Regions from separate parts of the Mus musculus genome. Here region 2 is linked to region 1. The links are chromatin contacts, called in public HiChIP or PLAC-seq maps. All regions are on one chromosome and are shown on one strand. The core of a region is the stretch at or near the end of the contact, and the rest is flanking DNA. Distances in the headings are between cores, read along the strand shown.

The links. HiChIP or PLAC-seq counts read pairs in DNA pulled down with a chosen protein or histone mark.
Region 2: a contact with region 1 is called in a FOXA1 HiChIP or PLAC-seq map of pancreatic cancer cells. The contact joins the enhancer-like site here to the promoter of Syne2 in region 1. A contact is called at or near these places in 1 of 39 promoter capture datasets (the 3T3-L1 cell line), 4 of 484 Hi-C or Micro-C datasets (the N1E-115 cell line, extraembryonic endoderm stem cells, nephron progenitors and 1 more), 8 of 115 datasets of contacts at active chromatin or transcription factors (acute myeloid leukemia, embryonic stem cells, pancreatic cancer cells and 1 more) and 3 of 9 other capture datasets (adipose tissue, embryonic stem cells and macrophages).

Annotation. Positions count from the first base shown.
Region 1 is chr12:75,813,709-75,820,769 of GRCm38.p6, forward strand. It overlaps Syne2 (spectrin repeat containing, nuclear envelope 2), which reads left to right and starts at 4,610. Exons shown (of 116, transcript NM_001005510.2): 1 at 4,610-4,770. It overlaps Gm40447 (collagen alpha-1(II) chain-like), which reads right to left and starts at 5,920. Exons shown (of 7, transcript XM_011244246.1): 1 at 5,789-5,920; 2 at 4,201-5,643. The coding sequence starts at 5,920. The coding sequence ends at 4,375.
Region 2 is chr12:76,000,528-76,007,588 of GRCm38.p6, forward strand. It overlaps Syne2 (spectrin repeat containing, nuclear envelope 2), which reads left to right. Exons shown (of 116, transcript NM_001005510.2): 61 at 226-357; 62 at 4,049-4,240; 63 at 4,846-4,920. Among named protein-coding and RNA genes, the nearest start is that of Mir5101, 95 kb to the left of the region's middle. Within about 2 kb of position 4,339, at least 68 of the 459 cell types and tissues checked have an H3K27ac peak or open chromatin away from gene starts, as enhancers often do. A contact at or near this core is called in adipose tissue, embryonic stem cells, extraembryonic endoderm stem cells and 1 more, where this site is marked.

The sequences.
Region 1 (7,061 bases), core at 3,360-5,859:
TCCTTGAATGTTTATTTTGAGATAAAGTCTCCCTGTATGGCCCAAGTTGGCTTTAAATTCTTGATCCTCCTGCCTCAGCTCTTGAGTGCTGGGATTCAGCTGGGTGCTGCTTGCTGTGCTCAGCTTGCTTGGGTTCTTTTTGTTGAATTGATACAGAATCTCACTTTGTAGCCCAGGCTGTTTTAGAACTCATTAAGCATTCCAGACTGACCTTCAGTCCATAGTGATCTGCCTGCCTACTGCTGGGTTTACAGGTATGAGTCACGGTGCCTTGGCTCTCATTCAGGGATAGGCTACTATTAAATAACATTAGACCAATTTTACTTTAAGGCTGTAATCTTCCCTGTAAAACTGAAATCAGTTGTTGAATTAAAAAAAATTTCATAAATAGGTTTTTTGTTTGTTTTTTCAAAAATTGTTACAAAATCAAGGTGGGAGAGCACCCGTTGTTCCTGCTGAGGACCTAGTTCGATTCCCAGCACCTACGAGTTAGCTGACAACCATCCAGACTTCCAGTGCCAGGGGATCTAATAACCTCTTCTGACCCCTTGTAGGCACCAGACATGCACGCAGTTTGTACATTTAGGGAAACATTCATTAACATAGAATAAATAAGTCTTAAATTTTAAAAGTTTAATATATCACCGGCACAAAGTGACTTGGAAGATAACAGCCTTCTAAGCCCCGCTACTGCAAAGGAAGGCAGAGCCCGGAGAGTCTCTGCTGGGCAATCCTGGCTTGCCTGTATGCTTGGCACTTTATGCACACCACTTCGGTGAAGCACAATAAATTCTTTCAACATTTTCTTCAAATTCTAGAAAGTTGGACTCCGACCTGGTTGGCTGTGCACACTTGTAGATGTTTTATTGTACACAATTATTTACTTTTATGAAAACAATGTTCAGAAAAAGCAAGCTGGTCAGGGGAGCAATTAGCCAAGGTTAATTTCTGTGCGCTCCCAGCGTGGCAGGAAACCAGTCCAGAATGAGATAAGAAGTTTGGGCTTTTTTAGGGTGTGACTAGACTCCTGGACAAAGGGGAGCAGCGATTTTTTTTCCTGTCCAGCTATTTTCATCTCTGGCTTAGAGAGTGCACCCAAAGGGCTGAAAAACCGGGAGGTGGATTGTAGGCTGAGAAGGGGCATTAATAGGGAGCAGGAGGAGTTGGGGCCAGTTGGCTTTTGACATTACCGGTAACAATGTTAACAATAGAGGGGAAACAATGTTTCACCTGCGCAGGAGAATGAAAGTGCCTGCCTCTTCAGATACTATTTAATACGTTGTATTGACATTAAATTCACCGTTGTATTGACATTAAATTCACTTATCCTTATCGCCAGTCCATTACAACATCACTATGCCCTATTACTAAAAAGGTTGATAAATACTTGATTCTAATGTTCCTACTACTCTCTTCTGTGCCCTCAGCACAGAAATCATCACTAACCATTTAGTTTCCCTTCTTGGTAGAGCTAGATGCAGCCCCACACTCTTCTACACAGCCCCCATGTACCAGACCCACAGGAACTCCATAGTAAAAACGCTACTGAGTTCTTGTTTAGGGTCTTGAGATATAAAGAGTCACATCTCTGCTGTGAGATGCAGGGATGCAAACCGTTGTGACCGAGAGTGATCGGTGCTGGGACAGAGAGGAGTCTCTGCTGAACTTTATAGTGGTGCATTCAGCTCCTTTAATGATATGAAGATGGCCAACTCTTAGGAGTTCCTCAGACCATTGTCTTTGTCAGAGGTCTTGGTTTACCTACTCCTCAGTGTGTTGGTGCTACCAGAATGTCTTCAGCTGTTCTCACTGCAAACCATAAAGTGCTTGTGTGCCAGATCGCATACGTACTTTCAGTTTGGCCCCTTTCTGAACTGGCGATTGAATCTAGGGCTTCATATATTCTAAGCAAGTGCTCTGCCACCACTGAGTTATCTCCCTGGTTCCAATTTGTAGTCTTCCAGGTGGGTTCTTGAGACCAGTGAGTCATTCCCAATAAATACAGAACTTTGATGTAAACAAAAGCGAAGAGAGAGCCAGCGATGCAGCCCAGTTGGAAGATGACTTGCCTGGCAAGGACGAAGCCCTGGGTTATGTCCCTAGTGCTATATAAATCTGGGTGTGGTGGCTCATGCCTGTAATCTCAGCACTCCAGAGGTGTAGGTTTCTTGGGAGGAAGTAGGCCTGGCAGGTTCACTGATCATTTTTCCCAGAGAGGGAAGGAAAGGAGCTCTGTTTACAGGCTCCTTGTTGTGCACAAATGATGTAGGTGTGGTTGTTTGGTCGGCTTAGCGTTACAGCTTTAATTTTCACTTCAAAGCGAAGAGGATCTATTCTAGCGATCCCACCACCAATCTTACTCTCAGATTTAAAGTAGCTATTAATTTCACATCCAAATTGGTATGCCAAGAGAAACCACGGGTAATTAGAAGGATCTAATTGGAAATACTGTAGAACATTCTGAAACATTACATTCCAGGCTCTCGACTGCTGTAGCAGGATTTGGGCCAGCCATCCTCTCACTCTAGGGGCGCAGAGCATGGATGCCTAGAAAGGAGCAGTAATCAGGAAATTATTTCTCACAGTTTCTCCTGACATGGCTGCCATGATGATCTGTAACATTTGCTGTGAAGAAAGCAACAAATACAGAATGACCAGAGAGCAATTAGAGGCTATGCTTTGTAGGTGGTTCTATAAATCCTGAAGCCAAACCCCGAAGTCTTCTAGACACTGGCTCTGTGATTTCAGAGAAAGTGACTCTGTGATTAAAAAGGAAAGACTCTTCTTGTTTTATGGAACATTGTTGTATCCATATATAGAGAGACACATATATGCATATATGTGTATATATGTATATGTAATATATATATATATATATATATATATATATATATATATATATATATATTCCTGACTGCAATTTCCCCTCCCCTCCTCCCTTCTCCTCCCAGTCCCTCCCCCATCTCCCCTCTGCCTGTAACTATTCCTCTGTGTTTCTCTTAAAAAAGGTCAGGGTTTCCTTGGATACCAACCAAACATGGCATATCAAGTTGCAATAAGACTAGGCACCTCCACTTGTATTAAGGCTGAATGAGACAACCCAGTAGGAGAAAAAGTGTCCCAAAAGCAGGCAAAAGAGTCAGAGTCAGCTCCTGCTCCAACTGTTAGGACTCTGACAAGCAGATCACGCTGCAAACTATAAATACATATATATATTCTACAGCATATAATTCATATATAATATGTGATAAATAATATAATTCTATATATTTATTTTGAAATATATATATTTGAAAAAATATTTTTTGAGAAAGTCTTTTGTACCCCATCGTGGTCTCAGACTTGCTATGTGGCTGAGGCAAGCCTTGATTTCCCAATCCTCCTGTCCCCACCTCCTGAGTGTTGGATTACAAGTGGGCACCATCACTTCATGTTTATATGAAGTGCTGAGGATCAAAGCTAGGCAAGCAGGCTACCCACTGAACCACACCTCGAGCTCCGCCCACCAAGCCATTACGGGATGCATAGCAAATAGTCTAAGAACTTGGAAGGTCAGAGTGAACCTAGAATACAAGAAATGCCATGCAGATATAGTACGGCGAAAAAAGACAATAAAGCATGTATTTTCACAGTTTACTTGTGTCACCTCAATACTCGCAGAGAGGAGAGTGTGGATAGAATTAAAACCTACGTTTCCCGGAAACATGGATTAGCTGAACCCACTGTCGTCAAACTTTTAATCTTCGACCCTTACCATTTAATTTGGGCCATCAGTAGCGCACTAAGCAATCCAGATAAGATTCTGCAGCTACACAATATGCATGAGGCGGGACTTGCATGAAGTTAAATTTGATTGCGATAGAAACTCAGGCCACTGCCTCTTTGTGATTTAACAGTGAAGTGATGCGTTGGTGTCTGACTTCAAGAGTCTTAATACTATAACAGCGACTCGAAACGCGAGTGGGAGTCAGGTGATGTCATCCTGAGTTCACAGGATTGAGTAATTTGCTGGAAAATCCAACTGACACCTACAGGACAGATTCCCAGGGACCCACTTTCTCCTGAATGTCGTTGTTTGAGGCGGCTCTCCTCAGCCCATCCTGCAGGCTGGCACGCGCGGGGCGGGGGGGGGGGGGACAGGGAAATAGGGTGGGGGGTGTCACTTATCTGCATTGTTAAATAAGCACCTCCTTATCTTACCTCCGTAGGTGAGGTCGAGGTCTGGGCTTCCTGACACTCTTAAGAAGCCGATGAAAAGTCCATGTTTCTCTAAGGCTCCACCTGGGTTCAAGGACCGGATCGCGGTCGGCTCGCTGATTTGTAGATCTAGGCATCCACCCACCGTGAAGAAGTGAAACCCGCCTGAAAAGTGTTCTAGGAGAGTCGGCCTCCCCTTTGTCTCCAGCTGCGGGTAGGCACGGAGGCGGAGGCTCGTGAACCTGCGTTCGGAGTTAGTTCCTCACTCCCGCCACCTGCAAGGGTCTGTAAGGCGGAGGGAAAGTTGCGGTGGCCGCAGGGAGGCGGCTCCGCCCCCAGTGCGCTGCTCCGGGCGGCGGCGAGCGCGGGACTGGGCGGGCCGGGAGGGCGCGGGGCGTGGTCTGTAGCCTCCAGTCCAGAGCGGAGCGCGCTCGGCTGCGCCGCAAGCCTTCGGCCGCACGGAAGAGCGAGCGGGAGAGCGATCGAGGGGCGCCATCGAGGCAGCGAGGCGAGGGGGGCGCGGAGTAGGTCGGGTCGAACTCCGGCCCTCGCCTCCCGGCCGGGCAGACAACGGTGAGCGCAGCCGCGGGGGGCTCCGCGCCCTAAAGCGCCCTGCGAGAGCGGGAGGGCGGGGAAGAGGCGGGCACGAGCCCTGCGGAGTCCCCAGAGCCCAGCGGGGAGCCCGGGGGGCCCACGGGAGTCTCTGGATGCCCGGCTCCCAGCTGGGCCGTGGGAAACTTCACCCGGGAGGGGACAGCGGGGCGCGCGGGGCGCTGTAAACTTAGCGGCGGGCGGGGCACCCTGGGGATCGCGGCGAGCGCCAGCGATTGGCGTTGGTGTCCCGGGCTTCTTTGTGTCACCTCCGGGCCCGGCCCGCGGGTGCACCCAGCTCGGCCCCGGGACTCCCCACTGTCCCCCTATCCCGGTCCAGGCGGGCGCGCTCGGCTGATTGTTTGCATTCCTCGCGTCACGCCTGGGCGGGAAAGATTTCGAACCGGGTGTTAGAACACTGAAGCCGCGGCGCAGAGATTGCAAAACCACGGGCGGCGGGAGGCTAGCCCCGGGGACCGGAGAACCTGCAGCCGGGGCGCACACTGTGGACAGGACGCGGGACCCTTGCGTTGGAAGAGAAGAGGCGGGCGCGGCGGCCCTGAGTCTCGGCGGGCGGAGAGGGGGCGCTGGGACCGCGGGGATTATAATTCCATTTTGATCGCTTGCGGTCTTTGTTGTCTGTACAATTGCCTTTAGGGTCTGACGGTAGCACCTGGTCCTCCTTACGGTCTCTCTCTTGAGGTCTGAAAAGATGCCCAGTGTGGGAGGGGGCCCGTGGATTGCATCCAGGGCTGCTGGCCACAGGAGCCGCTGCCTGAGATGGAGGTGGAGAAGTCCAGTGTAACACTTGCCTTTGTGGACGCGCCTTATTTCCGAAAGTTGTTTTCCCCTCCCCTAGTGGAAGGGAGCGTCGGGACGGAGTGGCAGCAGGCGCGGTTGTGCACAGGCACCATGTAGTAGCTCGAGGCAAACCGGGGAGGCTCTCAGTAACCGTGGGACTTAACAAATGTTTGAAAAGTTTTATTTGAAGCAACTCCACCTGCTTCCCTAAAAGTTTCCATCCCCCAAAGCTCTTGCTGGAGGTAATTCTGTGGCTGAGCTCGAATGTTCGGGTGGGGGCACAGTTAAGCAGACCTGGCCTCCTCGCAGCTCCCGTTCCAGTAAACGCCATCATGGGAGAAGGAGCATTCGGTTTTTATGGCCTAGGATTTTTGACGTGTTTACACGCTTCAACGCATGACTGGGGCTCCAGTTTTCTTTCTGGAAAATTCTCAAGACTTCCAAAGGCTTTCCCTGCGGTGGCTACTGTGTGGCCTCTGTCCTGCCTGTCAGCTGCCTCCTCCTCTGCAACACCCCCCCCCCCACACACACACACTCGGGGTGGTGGGAACAGGTGTAATACACATAAAGTTTTATTAGTGAAGACGCTGGCGAAGATAAAAATGAGTAAACCTTGGAAGGGTTTTGGTCTTTGCCTACCTAGTTGAGTTAAAAAGCTTCTTCCATTTGGTTTTGTTTGGATACAGGGTCTCTGGTAATCAAGGATAGCCTTGAATTTGTTACATAATTGAACCTGGCTTTGAGCTCCTTATTCCAGCCCAGGTGCTGGAATTACAACTTTCAGCCACCAGTTCATGATTTAACAGCTTCTATTTGAATGTTTAAAAATCCCAAATTAAACCACTTTGGATCAACTTATCTGATACAGTAAGAGTCTCTCTCTTTAAAAAAAAAGAGTAAGTTTACCCACTTAGAAATGTTATTAGCGTTTCAATGGACTCGGGCTAATGGTGTTGCTGGATACTGCCTGTGTTTACAGGGCTGAGTCACAGGGGGTTGAGTCTTGTGTGCCCTCAGTAGCACCAGTGAAAGTTTACTGGAGGATTCAAAGCAGAATAGGTCCCATTCTAGCAACTGCCAGGGACGAAAAGCTACTTATCATTTATTGGCTGTGACTCATCATGTGTCTAAGTAGCGATTTCCAGTAATTTCACAAACATTCATATCTGCCAATAGGCTCTTGCAATGTGCCAACCACTGGGCTGGACACTGGGAGACCCAAATAATACAAGTGGTCATTCGTGAGGTGCTTATTGTGAATGTACGTATAGCCTGTGGTTATCTTGCTCATCCGTAAGTATTTATTGAGTATGCAGGTTGCATTGTGCTAGAGGTGAGGGCATTGGGGAGACTATAGAGTGCTAGGTGTGGGGACTCTAGAGTGGACAAGGCAGCTGGGGTCACTTCCTTTATATACTGGAGAAAGTAGGTGGAAAATAAAATACATTATCAAACTAACAGCTCGCTTTGTA
Region 2 (7,061 bases), core at 3,089-5,588, 190 kb after region 1:
GAGAAGAGAATTGACTCCTGCAAGTTGTCCTTTGACCTCCGACAGTACAGCTCCTCCTCCCATATATCCTCAAATAAATGCAGAATAATAATATAAGTTTTTTATTTTAAAAAAGGGTTCGGTTTCCTATTTAGAGGAACTTGGGATGGGTTGGATAATAGAAATAGCCTGTGTGTTACTTAGGTGGTGACAGTGACTCTTTGGGGACTACGTGTTATTTTATAGGTTGTCATAAAGCAGACTGCTGAATGTGATGAAGAAATAGACAGTCTGAAGCAGATGTTAACTAACTACTCAGCTGAGATCTCCCCTGAACATGTGTCACAGAACCAAGTGGCCGACCTGCCGTCGTTACAGGTATGTCTCATCCACTCGCCTATCCATCCATCTCATGGACTCTTGCTTTATCCTTGGTGTCTAGAATCTCTTGTAGTGTGACAGTGTTGTACCTGACATCTTTTTTCCCCCAACAAGTTCTTTCCATTCTTACTTTGTGATGCCGTGCTTGGGTGGTGTCATTAATTTGCCATTGCAACCACTGGACATGAGACCTAGTTGCAGAAACTGGGTAGGTCTTTGCTTCTGAATCCTCATATGGGACTTCTTGGGTGCCCACACTATAAGCACGGCACATCTTGCATTTCTTCTGTGCCCAAGAAGCTGATGTGGGGGTTGGGCAGATTGGGTGGGCTGGTAGTAAAACTCTGAGCATTGATATAATAAAGGACTGTATTTTTACTGCCATAAATCTCTCTGAGTAGGGCCTTTTCAGTTTTTGTTTTTATATTGATACATCTGTATTGAAATCGTGTGAGAGAAGCCCAGGCCATGAGGACTGCATATTTTCCGACACCTGATGAATACAGTCAGGCAGTTAATGTGATACTCAAACCTCCCAGGCATTTACTAGCTGGGAGACTGAGGGAAACTTGCTTAATATGAAAGGTAAAGTATGAGAGAGTCAGGAGACATTGCCCATGACTGCTGAATTGATAATGCAGGCCCACTATGAGCATCTCAGAAGGGTTAGGGGACCAAGTTTCTTCAAATACTTAATAACTCAGGACGGCAAAGAGCTTATGTTGTGTGAGTACAAATAAAGGAAATTATACATAGGACAAGTCTTTGGGGCTCATTACACAACACACACGCACACACTGTTGTTTCCTCAATGGCTCTTATGAGCCCTAATAGACCACCTGGCTGGCATTGGGTGTGTGTCAGAAAGAAGGGGTAAATAGATCTGACCCCCCAAAAAGTAAACTTCTTCCTTATCTCTACCAGAGGATTTGATGTAACTGTGATATCCGTGAAGTGGAAAAGTGAGACTTCCAACCACGGTGATTTACAATCACAAACAAGGCTGAGACTGCTATCGTAACCACCCACGTGGAAATGAGACTCTTCATACTTGATTGCTGATCAGCCTTTTAGAAGGGATGATGGCAGACAAGACCACACTGTATAGACCAGGCTGGCCTCAAACTCACAAAGTTCTGCTTTCCTCTGTATCTGCCTTCCTGAGTGCTGGGATTAAAGGCATGTGCTACATAGTTTCATGGGCATTTAAACAACAACAACAACAACCCTACACTAAGACTCAACAAATGGCAAGTTAGGGCTACCTGAGAGTGGGATCTAAGGCCTCATTGATTCTTCAGTCTTAGTTTTGGTCCCTCCATAAACCAGGTCTGTGCTGTATCTCATGATAAGTCACGACCTTATCATGTCATACTGGGTCATTTAAGGACTATTGTCTGAGTCATGCACTACTTCCCAAACTTCATGCGTTTCCATAGTCCTTATACAACACCATTTCTTGAGAAAAATCTTGAAGAATCTCATTTAAGTGTGTAAGTATATCTCATTGTCTGTTTTAATTTTGTAAAAATAATGTTCTGTAAGAAAAAGGAAGGGCAGTCCGGTTGGCAGCGTGCACATTCCCGGAAGTACTTTTTAGTTGTCGTTCTTGGGATGCAGCAATGCTTTACAGTCCATCTTCCATTTTGTCATCAGAGCAGTAAAGACGTGTTTGGGGTATGCAATGTGGGGACTGAACGCAGGGCTTGCTGGGTAAGCACTCTACTACTATCCCCAGCCTGTCTTCATCAAGGACATTCTTAAATGGGATTGGCAAGTTTTTCCTACCATAAATAATTGGTGTCCCCTACCTTGTTTCATAAAAGGTGCCTGTTTACCACCAATCCATTTGTGCCCTCAGTCTAAGTACCAACACAGTAAAAAGAGCCAGTAACATTTTGGTAGCATTATGGAAATGATATTAACTTCAGAGACAGTGTCCCTCAGCTCTGGTCCCATTAAAGGCTCCCAGAGAGCTATGGGTACCACAGTGCAGATGGCAGCTCAGTGCCTACCAGCCTACATATCACTGGTTGCTGTTTTCCTGAATTTATCCTAATGGCTGTGGTACTGCTTTTGTTGGGGAGCCTATGACTCTCCTATTGAAGTTTAGTGTTTATTGAAAGTGGAACATGAAACAGTCAACTCAGAGTTAACTCTGCTAGTAGAGAACTCTCCGAGCAGACAGAATACGGGTATTAGTTTAACGATAAATGTCAGAACCCAGGAGTCTTAGGGAAGCCCGAGGTTGGCCCTGCCACACGAGCTGCACCTTGGCAGAAATTGCCTTCTTTCTCTTGTCTTCAGAACTCTCTCTTGTTCATAGTGACATGTTACTTTCTTGGGCATAAAATCTAGTGACTTGGGGACTCAGGAGGTAGCTCAGTTGGTGTCTGTGCTTGTTGAATCTCATTTCAATTTCCAGAACCCATATGAAAGCAAAACAAAGAAACACCAGTATTGTGGCATGTGCTTGTAATCTCAGCCCTGGGGTGAGAGAGGCGGGCGCTGGACTTGGTGGTCAGTAAGCATAATTCACTTATTGGGTTCTAGCAAGGAAGAACCTGTTTCAAAAAAATAAGATAATGGGCTAGGTGTGGTAGCACATGTCTTTAATCCCGGCACTCAGAAGGAAGAGACAGCCAGATCTCTGATTCTGAGACTAGCCTGATCTACATAGTAAGTTCCAAGCCAGTCAGGGCAAGTAAGACCCTGGGTGTTTGTTTTTAAGGATGGATAGTTCTGAGGTTGACCTATGACACTCATGTGCACACGCATCCATTTTTATATATACATACAAAATTTAGTGAATTTAAGAATATTGACTAGTAGCCAGGCGTGGTGGCGCACGCCTTTAATCCCAGCACTTGGGAGGCAGAGGCAGGCAGATTTCTGAGTTCGAGGCCAGCCTGGTCTACAGAGTGAGTTCCAGGACAGCCAGGACTACACAGAGAAACCCTGTCTCAAAAAACCAAAAAAAAAAAAAAAAAGAATATTGACTAGTGAGGGATTTTAAGGAATACATTAGAAACACACTTGTATGAGTGTTTGTACTTAAGACAAAATTAGGAGCCACATGCACACTAAGCAAGCAAGCAAGCAGTCTGCTGCTGAAGCTACACCCCAGCTAGGGGGATATTTGGAATGAATGCTGGCTTTCTGAAGAGGTGCTCAGACAAAGGGTACTGGAGAGTCAGGGTAACTGTCACCCACAATTCCTATAAAACCTAAGGTTCTATAATTCTATCACCCGAATGGGCAGACAGTGGGCTTTTCCATATCTAGGAAAACTTACTTGCATATAATAATATTAATCTTAATAATCTCCTGGGGAAACATGGGAACAGGTACCTGTAATATTCTGTGCGTAAAGTGGGAAGTATGTGTTCATCAAAGTACAGCCTGGTGGTTCTTGGCCCGGGGGATCTGGTTCTGTGAGTCCTGTGGTTAGCTACTACGGCCCTGGCTCCCCACCCTGGCTGCACATCAGTCGCCTGTGGACCTTGTTACAAGTTCTCATGCTTTGTTCAACCCCCAGATGCTAGGCTTTACAAGGTCTGTGAAGTAGCTACGGGGTCCAGTAGCCTTGGACCAGGACATCCCTTGTACTGAAGGAAGCTGGCTCCTGGGAGCATCCAGAAGCCACTCTGATTTCTCTCAAATGATGCCCACAACTCTTTCTGAACAGGGAGAGATGGAAAGGTTGGAAAAGCAGATTCTGAATCTAAACCAGAAGAAGGAGGATCTGCTAGTGGACTTGAAGACTGCTGTACTGAACCTTCATGAGCACCTGAAACAAGAACAGCAAGAAGTAGGAGACAAGCCCTCTGCAGGCGCCTCCGAGTGTACAGTGGCCGAGAGGGATGCTTCAGAAAGGAAGGTAGGTGTGGCTTTCACTTAATTCTGGCCCCACATTCCATGGGAGAGCAAACAGCCTATGAGATAACTCTTTCCAGAGCAAAGGAATTTTTTTTTTCTTTCTTAAATGGAAATACTCCACTTGAGGTTGTTTACTACTGAGCACAAATCTTCCGGGTGTGTCTGCCCTGAACCCAACCCAGAATTCTTATGCCTGAGTTACCTAAAACACACTTATGAAATTCCCCGAGCAGATGGGAGGGAACCTTTGAAGTATCAGCCTTAGAACAGTCATCTTACTGAAGACTCAAAGTGGTCCCTTGCCTGAGACCACTGTGAGTCCACAACCGAGAACTGCACTCCAGCTCTTTGGGGGCGGGGCCGTAAGGATCATGCAAATGAGGAGGCACCACAGGAAAGGGGGTGGGGCCTCGAGGATCATGCAAATGAGACTCTGCAGGCTGGACTTAGCTGAAGGACTGAAAGGCATGAGGCCCCAGAGACTTTGGGCGTTGGTGGACAGATTGGACAATGCGTGAAGATTTAGCTACATAGAAATGCAACCAGGCCACGTTGTGATGCTGGTCCACATCCTGACTGCAAATGCTCCCGTGCTGTGCCTTTCAGCTGAGCAGAACAAACTCCATGTCTTTCCTGCCAGTGGTCAAGGAGGAGGCCGAAGAAAGCTCCGTGAAGAGCGAAGTAAGGCAAAACTTTTTCTCCTTTTAAAAAAAAAAATATTTATTTTATTGTTTTTGGACTATCTGTGTTGGACTAGGGATGGGGGCGGGAAACATACACAGGACATGAAGCTAGGTCCCTTCAGAGGCCAGGGTGTCTTATCCTCTTGAACTGGATTACAGATCTCAGGATGGGTGCTGGGAATCGAACTCAGCCCCTGCAAGAGCAGTACATTAAAAACCCTGAACTGCTGAGCCATCTCTCCAGCTCCCAGGAAAACAGTTTTGCTGTTTGAACTGGCTAGGACCAGATCTCTAAGTGAATGTCAGAGAAAACATATGAAAACCTAAGGCTTTTAAAGTTAATGTTAATTTTTAAACTTTTTAAAATCAAGACTGCAGTACTTACTCAGTTATTAACATTGTTAAGTTCATCTAAGTCCATTTTGCCCTGGAGGAGGGGCATTTGCTGGTGCAAAGGAGTCCCCTGTCAGACACAGACTTCTGAATTCCTCCTCTGGGACTTTGAGAGTATTTGGCTTGGGGTGTGTGTGTGTGTGTGTGTGTGTGTGTGTGTGTGTGTGTGTGTTGTTTTTGGTTTTGTTTTGTTTTTTTAGCTAATTATTTTGCATATTTGAGACATGTTTTTGTTTTAGAGTAATATTATCAAGGACATGAGTTGTGTCTGCCACTAATGTAGCTGATTCTTAGTGCTTCATTGTAACTGGTTGAAAGCAACTTGACCTTCTTGGTATCAATTTCCATCTCATACTTGTAACACTAAGGCTTATACTCAAAGATGAAGCTGGCAGCAGCCTGTGGCTTATGTGACTCAGGTGGTTTTTTTGCTCATTTTGTAGATTCTTCCATGGCTCCGTTGTCACACAGAGCAGACACTTTGTTCTATTGAGTGTCACTAGAGCATGGAGTTGCAGGGTGAGGGTGACAGTTTGCTTTGCGCTCTGACCACCAGACAACCTCAATTCACAGTCTGAGGACCCAGGGCCCAAGCAAAGAAAACACACACACACACACACACACACACACACACACTACCGTTTCAGACATTCACATGCTCCTGAGACACACAGTGGAGTACCTAATGCTTCAAATTAACATATATTTCTGTACAAACTCTTATTTTTGTGTGATAAGAACATCTAGCCTCTGTCTAAGCAATTTTCAAGTGTATATGTCATCTAATGCATTTCTTGGTTGTTATCCTCCTGCCTAACTGAAAATTTGCATCCTTGATCAAAGTCTCTCTAATCGTCCTCTATCTATCCACTGTACCCTGTTTTATGCTATGTCTTGACAACTTCAACTTTGTTACATTTGACATTTAAGTGATGCCATGGCGTGATTGTGGTCCTGTGCCTGGCTTAGTTATCTCACTTAAGCTAATGTTCTCTGGTTCCTCTGTGTTACTACAGATGACAGAATCCCCAGGGGTTTGTTTTTGTTTGTTTGTTTGTTTGTTTGTTTGTTTAAATGGTGAAATGGTATTGCATTGGGTATATCCACCACATTTTGTTTTGTTTTGTTGTTTAGACAGGGTCTCACTATGCAGCCCTGCCTGGCCTGGAACTCACTCTGTAAACAAGGCTTGCTTCCACCTCACAGAGACCCACCTGCCTCTGCCTCGCAAGTGCTACTGAGGGCACGTGTGCCACTACACTTGGCAGATACACATTTTCTTTAGCCATTCATCTACTGACTGACACTAAGGTTGAATCCTTGACCTGTTGTTGTGAATGATGCTGCGGTGAGCACTAGAATACAGACGACTCTTCTACAAGCTAACCTTTGGACATGTGGCCTGTGGTGGAATTGTGGAAGCATGTGGTGTTATAGTTTAGTTTTTTGAGATGCCTCTGTGCTGTTCTCCATTTGTAATCCCGAACAGTACCCATGAGTCTATTCCTCCACATCCTTTCCAGCGCTAGGAATTTTCCAGCTCTTTGACTAAAAGCCATTATGAGAGATGTGATGTCTGTTAGACTTTCTCATTCATATGTATTCATTTATTCATCATTTTGCAGCACTGTGGATTTAGCCCCAGATTAACCTCTCACGTGCTAGATAAGAACTCAAATCACTGAGCCAAAGCCTTGGTTTAACTTGTCTTCCCGCAGTTAGTGGACTTGAGCAATTTTTTTTTCT